2 separate regions of the Gossypium arboreum genome follow, and region 2 is linked to region 1. Evidence: chromatin contacts called from public Hi-C data. All regions are on one chromosome and are shown on one strand. Each heading gives the region's core, a stretch centred on a gene start, on an enhancer-like site or on the middle of the called end of the contact. The rest is flanking DNA. Distances are from core to core; before and after follow the strand shown.

Region 1 (5,222 bases), core at 1,605-4,104:
TCTGCCAGCCCACACACTTTCATCCCAATATATGATATCTATTGTATTTCCATTTTCTCATGTTGTTCTCAGAATTGCATGATCAGAATATACTAAATTGCTTATGCAATTGCATGAAAGAAAATAAAATAAAAATATCAATTACAAAATACATGAAATAGAGTTCAGAAGAGTTTAATTGTTACAAACTGCACACTTTTGGAGGTGCAAACAATTCAGTAGAACACAAGCATTCTAAGGTCTCACAAGGATTCATTCAAAACAAACCTTTAATGTGTACAAATCCACCATGAATCCCTGTGCACCTCTCCAGGTCCAACTTTTCCAAGTTTATTAAGCTGGAAAAGGCACACATTCCTTCAGCTGTAATTGCAGCACTCTTTTTAAAACTCAAGGATGTCAAGTTCGTTAGACCTAAAAGTTCAAGGAACATAATGCCCGTGATCAGCACAAAAACAATGTCAAACAGCATGCCAATCCAAAGAACTATTGCATAGATATCCTAACCACAGAACGACACTATTATGCAAAATTTTATTGTACTATTAATAAAATAGATTATATGGGAATAACATTTCTCTAACCACGATCACTTAAGAGTTTTATGGGATTTCTTTAATTTTTACAACACATTTAATAGATACTTCATACTTAACGGTTTCCAAACATGTTATATTGGAAGCATGCCATCTTTATTTTAGGTTTTTTTTGTTCCCCTATGAAATATGATTTTAAATAAGAAACAGCACAAAATAGCAAAAGAAAAGCCTTGAAATAGAATCTGCCCCAACTTTTCAGTATCATTGGTCCACTACAGAAAATAAATAAAAGGAAAAACATATACAGAAGACTTGTAATTCTTTACAAGTATCTTGTCAAGCTAGAATCTAGGAAAATGCCAGAAACTGGCCTATGGTAACATCTATACCAAGAAAGAAATAGAACATTACCACTAATATGCTTCAGTCCAATTTCTGAAATATTTTCACAGTGGTTAAAAGTTAAGGCTTGGAGACTCGAGCACTCTTTTAGGAGACCCAAGCCAATATCTGTCACATCAGAACCAGAAAGATCAACAGAAAGTAAAGATGTCCCCTGTGAAGAGATGACATCCATCCAACTATCCTGCACTCCGGGATATTCACCCAACCAAACATCCTGTCAACACGATGAAAATCAGGTAAATTTCATTCTCTGTGAAGACATAAAAAAATAAAGGTGCTCCATTTTTAACCATTTAGGGAAAACTCACCTCTAGAGCACAATCACGAAACTTTTGAAGAAAAACATCAGTAAGAAGATGAGATAGAACCAACTTGTTGAAAATTTGTTGACTTATATCCTTTGGAAGCATTGTGAATGAACTATACTGGTTGATGTCCTGTGATAGGAAAAGAATATAATTTCAAGAAAAAAAGAAAAAAAAAATCCCCTAAAGGACATGCCAGATACCAATGTGATAAGACTTACTTCGCATATTTTATGGATGCATAATTCCATGAGAGACGGGCAATTGGCCAATCCAGGCTGGTGAACCACCATGGGCCGAGAAAAGGAGGTTAGAAGCCACTTTGAACTACCACTTTTTCCGTACCTTCCAGACACTCCTCTTCTCATTCCATCTTCAACGACCTGTTGGTCTCTTTTCCTTGAACACACTCCCCCCATTAGACTAATAGTCTAATAAATTATCAATAAATATCATGAAGCAAGAAGAAAAACCAATTTACTCCCCATTTTAGAACCATCAAACATGGTCTGAACTCTGAAGTCTAAACGCTGCTTCACCTTACAACACAACTGAACAGAAACAACAGCATCAGAGAGTCAGCTCTTTAAAGTGTACAACGAATGCAAAACCAAAAGACCAACAAACCCATTATCTCGCATAAGTGACATTGGACTTATGTATAAATCAAAGCTAGCAGTACTCATCCCGAGCATTGTGAATGCAAAATTCTCGTTGGTAAACAGAAACGGCTATAGATTCATAAAAAAAGAAAAAAAAATCAGAGCCATCGAAAGCAACAGTTACAGAGAAGTTCCTGAAATCCAGCTTTGAATAGTTTAAGGGATATCTCATCGTGAGCATTAATTCAAAATAAATACAGTTATTAAAGGGGAAAAAACAGAGCTTAAGAAACAGAACGTTTAAGTGTTTAAATAACAAATTAAGCTGCATCTAATTCTTAACTTGCATCCCGAAAAAGCCAACATACATAAATTACAAACCCCTAGAATAAGTATTCAAAACCCCATTTAAAGGACAACGCATAACCTCCCTCATTAAACCATAAAATAAAATTAATAAATGCAACTAAACATTTAAAAAAATAAAAAGATCATATGAAACGATGATCAGGAAGTGTTTTTACTTTTTACACCACATTTACCTGTCTACTTTATCATCAACAATTTTTTTTTTACAAAAAAAAAAAAGAAGACAAAAGGTAATCAATGTAACACGTCAAAATAAAGAAAAAAAAACTTCCTCATAAAAATTCGCAATTTAAGGAGCGAAGAGCTAAGGATAGTTGAATTCTGGTGCTTTGGCAAAATAAAATAAAAGAACTTTTAACTTTTTTTTTCCTCTTGAGGAATCAAACGAAGAAAGGACGGAAAAAAGATCCTAAGAAATAAAGACCACAGTATCGAATAACGATCATATTCACAAAAAAAAAAAAAGAAGAGAGAAAAAGGAGACCTTAGAAAGAGAGATATAATCATCAGATCATAATCAGAGCGGAAAAAGGCAAAACACTTGCAGAGAAATAGAAATGGAAGGACGAGGAGGAGAAGGAAGTGAAACTGAAAGAGCAAGAAAGCAGGGGAAACAAGTAGAAGAAGTGAGGGGGAGTTTGTGGAGACTTTGAAGCCGTTTGATGAGTGCCACGTGGAGAAATTTTGATGGAAAAGGACAGGTGGTGGTGTATGAGTAATGTGGGTCGCACTAGTCCCTGTTCTTTCTGCTGGACCGTTTCGGTTAGCGGGCGGGCAAGAAGGGTAAACCAAAAAAGAAAAAAAAAAGTTTGTCCAATTTTATTTTCATATTCTCCTTCGACAAGCTACTTAGTCAATACCCATCATACACGTAGCCGCCATGCTTGTCTTCTTTTATTTATTTATTTATTTTGCTTAAAATCTTTACCTTATGATTTTACATTTTATTTGATCACGCTCGTGACATCATTTACATAATTGTTTTCTTAGTACTCCTAAATAGTGATATTTTTTATTTGCTTTGTGACTTTTAAACGTCTTTTGAAAATTTTAAATTAATGTTTATGAAATTGAAAATAAATTTCAGTTTAATCGATTCAATTGGTTTTGACGATAAAAAGTAAATAAATTATTAAAAATTATAAAAATTAATTTAGTTGTTAGTTAATTAGTTCATGAGTCAATTTATTTTTCTCTTATTAATTCAATATCTCAATTGATTCTTAATCCTATAGATCAATCTAATTCAAACAACATTTATCAAAATACACTTTTAAACTATTTATACCGGCTTACATATTAGGTTATATCCGATACTAAAAGATTATCCATAAAAAAAAAACAGTTCACAAGGCCTAGAACATTTAATTAATCTGGTTATTAATAACAAAGATTCAACAAGCTTGCTAGAAAGGATCATGAGCAATCAAGGTTGTAAGACCAGCAAACTCGTCATTAAACACATTAAGAAGATCAACACACTAACATGACTAGACCGATAATAAACAACCATGCATCGAGTAACCCAAACTTTTGGTATAAATTACCTAAGTTACAACTATCATTCTATTTATTTACATTATATTTCTTCGATTTATTGGTAAAAAGTCCTCAGTGAAAACTAAAAAATTAATGAAGCCCTCAACAAAATTTAGCACCCAATCGAGCCTTTAAAGGATGAAAAACTAATTAATCAAACTCCTCTGTTAATATTGACCATGTTTAACCATTAAGGTTCGCTAATGTGTTTGATAGACCAATCGGAAGACACGTAGTAGTCACGTGTTGCCATCCAAATAAATCTGGACAATCATGTGTCCAAGGTCATCCTAGATGTATTTTTTTAAAATATTTATTTTTTAAAAAATATTTGTTGATATGACAAAATGTCATGTCAGCATGATGTACACGTGGCTACCATGTGTCACCTTCCGATTGGTTTGTCAACCACGCCAGCGAGACTTAACGGTCAAACCTAGTCAATGTTAACAGAAGGGCTTGATTGATTAATATTTCATCCTTTAAGGGCTCAATTAGGTGCTAAATTTTGTTGAGGGCTTAATTGATTTTTTTTATTTTCCACTGAGGGCATTATTTACCAATAAGCCTATTTCTTTTTACCTCTTTAAACCATATTGTTTTCCTATTTCATTACAATTCACCCTAAAGTAGAAGTATAAATGAGACATTGGTGTTTGCAATCTATTTGAGTTCGACTTAAAAAATTTGAACTCAATTTAATAATTATCAAGTCAAGCTCAAGCTTGAGCAATTCAAGCCGAATTCAAGCTTAGTGATAGAACCTTATCAAGCTTTTCACTTTTAATATATATTTTAAATATTTTTATAGATGATGATTGAAAATTCGTAAGGCAAGTGTACATATCGATCAAGTAACAAAGTGATAAGAAGATATCATTCCCATAATGACCAAATTCTGAGTTGCTAAATACCAACAATTCAGTTTTTATCTAATCCATATCAATAAAATAAATTCTAATTACTATTAATTAAACTTAAGCAAACTATAAAGATATTATTAAATAAAACAATAAAATTTCCCATGTTTCTCAATCAATCTTAAAGACTTGGAACTCTAACTTCACCTAATCTAATTAATCAATTATCTCTCATTATCTCTCATTCAATTGTTCAATCTATGTAATCACTAACTCAGGATTCAATGGTATTAACTAGACCTTTCTTATGTCACAGGGCTAGAAATTAAGTCTGGCAAACCATGCGACCTTAGGTGATTTCTTTACTTCTAGTTCGCCTAAGTCAGCCTATCTCTCGAAGGATGAGATTTCTTACAGAAATTCTCTAATATACCAAAGTATAGAGGAAGCAAACTCAAAAGACAAAGGAACTCAAATCAAACACAAAAGCCACAAGAAAACTAAGCACGCCAAGTTTTTGAGTACATGCTCTCAAAAATTTTCTTTAACTCAAGAATGTGATACAATGGGATGATTACAAATAAAGGGAAGGGCTCTATTTAT
Region 2 (5,162 bases), core at 190-2,689, 270 kb after region 1:
AATATCATCTGCAGCAACAGTCTTGACTAAAATGCATAGCAAAAATATATATTCTTTAAGCCTCAAAAGATCAATATGATGTAATGAAAACCATATACTGCTGAGTTCTACTGCTCCTAAAACACATATAAATGATGCTTATGCTGGTATAAAACCAACTTCAAGCAGAGAAGAATGTCTAAAACAGCTAGCACTGTTTAGACATTTATTTACATCACTGATCACATTCCCAAATCCATTTGAGAAGAACCATATAATTTCACCTGGTAGCCATAGATGTCAGCAGCATGCACCCGAGCACCCTCTTGGAGTAAAATATCAGCAACTTTTATCGCACCTCGGACTGCACTCCAATGCAAGGCTGTCTGCCCATTGTGATCTGCAGCATGTATATCTCCACCATGCTAGCAAATAAAGAAAACCCAAAAACCAGTCACTTCAACCGAATTTAATCCAATGAAAACTTCAATACCAACATGAAACAGCTCAAAAGCATGGATTCCCAAAAACCATTTCAGTAAACCCATTAAAAGCCTGATCAAGCAAACTTTTTAAAGATACGGAATCCATAAACCCAGTTGACTAATAAATACAATCAACTCCAAACTCTGACAATAAAAGGCAATTCAGAAAATCCATCAAAACAACCATAAAAAGAAGGATAAAAGACCTCGATGATGTACTGAGCAGCAGCTGTTCTATTATTCAAAGCAGCCCATTGGAGGGCATAGTAACCAAGGCCATCAGGCTCGGAAAGAGAGCGACCCTCGTACTCAACCAACCTTTGGAGCTTCTCCAAATCCCCATAAGCAGCAACCGTGTAGACATCATTCCTCAAGCTCTCATCATCAACGAAACCACCAACAACCCCATTGTTCCCTCCCCCATAATATCCATTTCCATTCGCCAGAACGCCATCCAATTGCTTCAAGGGTTGAACGTCTTCAACAACCTCGATCTCTGACGACATCTCTCCAAAAAACCCAATAACCAAAACAGTCCTAAGAAGGAAAAATCGAAATCTCCTTTTCAATTATCTCCGGTTGACTTTGTTTCTGAATATTTTTTTTTAGTTTTCTCTTAAATTGGAAAAAAATGAAAAATGGTGGGGCCGGTTAGGGTTTTTCGAGGAAAGAAGGGAAGGGAAGGGAAGGGAAGGGGAGGAATGTGGTTGCGCTTTGGCGTCCTTTGCGTTTTGACTAAAGAGGCCGAAACCAATCGAAAGCCAAAGCGATTATCCGTAGGAATGAAAGTCAATTTCAGAGAAAAGAGAAGGAAGATCCATTGCCGATTGTTTCTCTTTTCTTTCTAATGTTTGCTCATTGACCCCGTCAACTTTACCTATTTACATCATTCAGCATATCCCTTTCCTTTTGTCAACTTGTATTTATTTCTTATTTTATTCATTTTTCATCAACGCAACTTTGTATTTCTTATTTATATTTATACCCTACTATTTTTAATCCACTTAGCGTTATATTTTTTAAAACCTTTATTTTCATATAAAATATTAAAAAGTTATTTTCTTGAAAATTATTTTTACAGAAAAACCTACCATCCAAATCATCTAACACATGGAGACGGGCTTTGCAAAGTTTTATTACAAGAAGGGATTTATTAAAAATAAATAAAACCTTCTCCAACTTCAATAACAAAATTGTTCTTATAATATTTTAGTTATTTAACTTTTTTAAATCAAATTTTCTTTTATCAAAAGTGGGGTCAATTTTGGTATTGTCTCTAGTCACACCTTCTATTTTAATTTTTCTTATTCTTAGTCGACATTATCATGATTTTTCTCTACACTTTTGTGGATTTTTGTTTTGTCCATTCAACCTTTTTCTGAAAGCAATTGCAGTTTTAGTTTTTAGTTTTTAATTTTCAATCTCTAGTTATTTTCTAGTGTATATATATGAGATTTTATAAGGTAAGGGTACCACCCAATAGATCTATTGGGCACTATTCTCAAAGGGCCTTATCATGATAAAGTATAGTGACAGTGTTTTTAAAATTGGAATCCGAGATGATGATGAAAAGGATAGACTATCTAAGACTTGGCATTTTGTGCATCACTGATGCAGTGGGTCCCTTGGGACTCTTGGCAGTAGTTTCTTGGTTGATTCAAGTTCAACATTAGGTTGGTTTAACCTTGACAAAATTTGCCTACTATGTTCATCCAACCTTGATAAGAATTGCCTACTATGTTTATTTCTCGTTTGTACAAATTTGAAGATGTTTTCCAAATGAGATGCCTACAAGTTTACCAATTTTTTTAGGCATTGAGTATTAAACCAACTTTATGTCGAGTTTTATAATTTTTAATTGACTAGCTTATCAGAGTAATCCTAAATATATGGAGCTGCAAATGTAAGTGCAAGAATTGTAAAAAAAGGGACATGTTCAAGAATCCTTTAGTCTTTGCATGGTTTCAATAATTTTAGTGCCTAAAGTTGGTAGTTTTAGAATGTATGTTGATTGTAGAGTTATTAATAGTGTTACCATTAAATATAAGCATCCAATTCCTAGACTTGACGATATGTTTGATAAATCACATGGTGCATCCATATTAATTAAAATTTATCTCAAAAGGAGTTATCATCAAATTCTAATGAAAGGTGATGATAAATAGAACAAGCATTTTAAAACAAATATAGACTTCATGAGTGGTTGGTAATGCCTTTTGGTTTAACTAATGCACCTAGTGTTTTCATGAGAGTGATGAATCACATTTTGAGACAATATTTAGGAAAATTTGTTGTTGTTTACTTTCATGAAATTTTAATCTATAGTGCATAATTAATGACCATGTTAAGAATGTTAGATTAGTTTTGAATTTTTTTTGTTAGGAACAACTTTTATTCTAACATTAAGAAGCATACTTTTTCATAGACAAGTTGATCTTTCTAAGATTTATATTTAGTGCAAAAGGGATTGAATTTGATAAAGAAAAGGTGAGAATCATTCAAGTATGGTCTACTCCTAAATCAAATTTTGACTATAGACTTGCTAATTTGTATAAACATTTTGTGAAATATTTCTCCACACTTATTGCCCTACAAATCAAAATCGTAAAAAAGAATATAGGATTTAAGTAGGACAACAAACAAGAGAAGGCCTTTTAAAATTTGAAAGATAAGTATTGTGGTGGGCCTATTCTTAAACTTCCATATTTTAATAACACTTCTAAGGTAAAATGCAATGCTTCAATGTTGGTGTTGGAGGCATTTTAATGCAAGAGGGAAGGCCAATTACTCCACCTATGACAAATAGATTTATGCCTTAATAAGATCTTTAAAGGTGTGGTAACACAACTTATTGTTAGAATCCTATTACAAGTCTGAAAAATAAAATTAAAGTAATCAAACATTCATCAAATCATAGTACAAAGGAAGAATAAAACATACATTCAATCGAATTCTTCCAATGATCAGTTTGAACATTTTTATTACCCTAAAACACAAAAATCAGTAGAAGAAATAATACTTTGAATAGGGTAGTTGCCATCCTTTGTAACAACCCTTGTAACAGCCCGTTTTCAATGAAATCGGAACATTGGTTTCAGGACCACAAACCCGAGTTGGAAAGAAAATTTATTTTAATATTATTGCATGGTCTATATTATAATAGGAAAGACATATGAAAATTTCGATAAGAAAATTTTACTGATTTTGTGTTTAATTATAGAAAGGACCAAATTGCATGAAATGTAAAAGTTTAGTTCTAGTAGCTATAAGTATCAAATAGCTATGGAATTTAAAATTGGAGGTCCTTATATGGTAATTAGACCATTAAGAAAAGTTACTAGATATTTTTGGTGATTCATCCATGGAAAATTAGAAAAGAAAAGGTCTAAATTGGAAATTGAAATAAATAAAAGATGATAAATAAATAAATATCAAATATTATCATTTTATATCATCTTCTTCCCCAAATTCTATAGAAACCCTAGGAAAGAGAAAGAAATTCAAGCAAGCATAATTGAGTAAGTAATCTCGTCCCAGTTTTTAGTAATTTTTATATTTTTGAGATCGGAATAACCTAATCTAGCTATTTTGGGAATTAATTTGTAAAGTAATTTTAGTATTAAAATTTTTCCATGGATGAATATGCTGAAATTTTGAAATTTATGGTAGAAAATGAAAGGTTGTTGATAGTTAAACAACTTTTGTAAAGTGAATTTTCATGAAATTGTGATTTAGGGACTAAATTGTAAAGATGTAAAATTCATGAAAAAATTCTGATTTTTATGAAATATATGTGCTATAAATGTTATATGTAAAAATCAGTTAGGCTTGGAATAAGGATTAAATTGTATGAATTTCATTTTCCGAGCCTAGGGACAAAATCGTCATTTATGGAAAGTATAGGGGCAAAATGGTAATTTTGCTTAGGGTGTGAATTGAATTAAATTGAGTATGAAATGGATTAAATTGACATTAAATTCATTTATATAGATCCGGATAGATCTAGTACGGAGTTGGATCGAGGAAAACAAAAAAGTATCGGATTAGTAAATCCTTGTATACAAACGCTTATTGAGATAAGTTCGTGTAACTAGATTATGTATATTAATATGTTTGGAATTGAATGTTGAATATGTGTGAATTGTATAAATATTTAATGTATAAAATTAATTACATGCTTGATATTGCTCAATAAGTATAAATCCCGTTTGGAATAGATGGAATTCGATGAATACAGGATTTCCCAATTGGTTGTGGTTTTGCATCTGTTGCGAACTCAGCATAGCTTTTATGAGCATTCTATTATAAGCCCTCTCGAGCTTCCTATTACATGGTTCCTGCGAGCATCCTGATCGGTAGTGACCCTGAATGTGTTGCGGACTACCGCAGCTCTTTGTGAGCATCCTGTTATATGATCGGTTGCGATCCTGCATATATTGCGGACACAAACACAGCTCTTTATGAGCGTCTTGTTATAGGTTCTTCTTAAGCTTCTTGATATGGCTCGCCTGAACATCCTGTTATATGGCTATCCAGAGCTCCCTGATAATTGCTCTTCCGAGTTACCTGTTAAGCTCAATGAGCTTCCTTGTAACACCCCACACCTGTGCCCTATGCCGGGACAGAATATAAGGCGTTACTAAACTTAAACACATGCATTTCCAATGTTTTCAAATCATCAAGGCTTGATCAAATTTA

What was found. Hi-C and Micro-C count contacts between places; a contact is called where the count stands out from the background.
Region 2: a Hi-C map of leaf shows a contact between it and region 1, with 3 times the contacts expected there. The contact joins the promoter of LOC108464204 here to the promoter of LOC108469692 in region 1. A contact is called at or near these places in 3 of 5 Hi-C or Micro-C datasets (all in leaf).

The regions. Positions count from the first base shown.
Region 1 is chr8:99,083,798-99,089,019 of ASM2569848v2, forward strand. LOC108469692 reads right to left here and starts at 2,855. Exons shown (of 16, transcript XM_017770682.2): 1 at 2,705-2,855; 2 at 1,471-1,800; 3 at 1,253-1,381; 4 at 951-1,158; 5 at 268-414. The coding sequence starts at 1,668.
Region 2 is chr8:99,356,059-99,361,220 of ASM2569848v2, forward strand. LOC108464204 (protein S-acyltransferase 24-like) reads right to left here and starts at 1,440. Exons shown (of 13, transcript XM_017764366.2): 1 at 671-1,440; 2 at 264-404. The coding sequence starts at 970.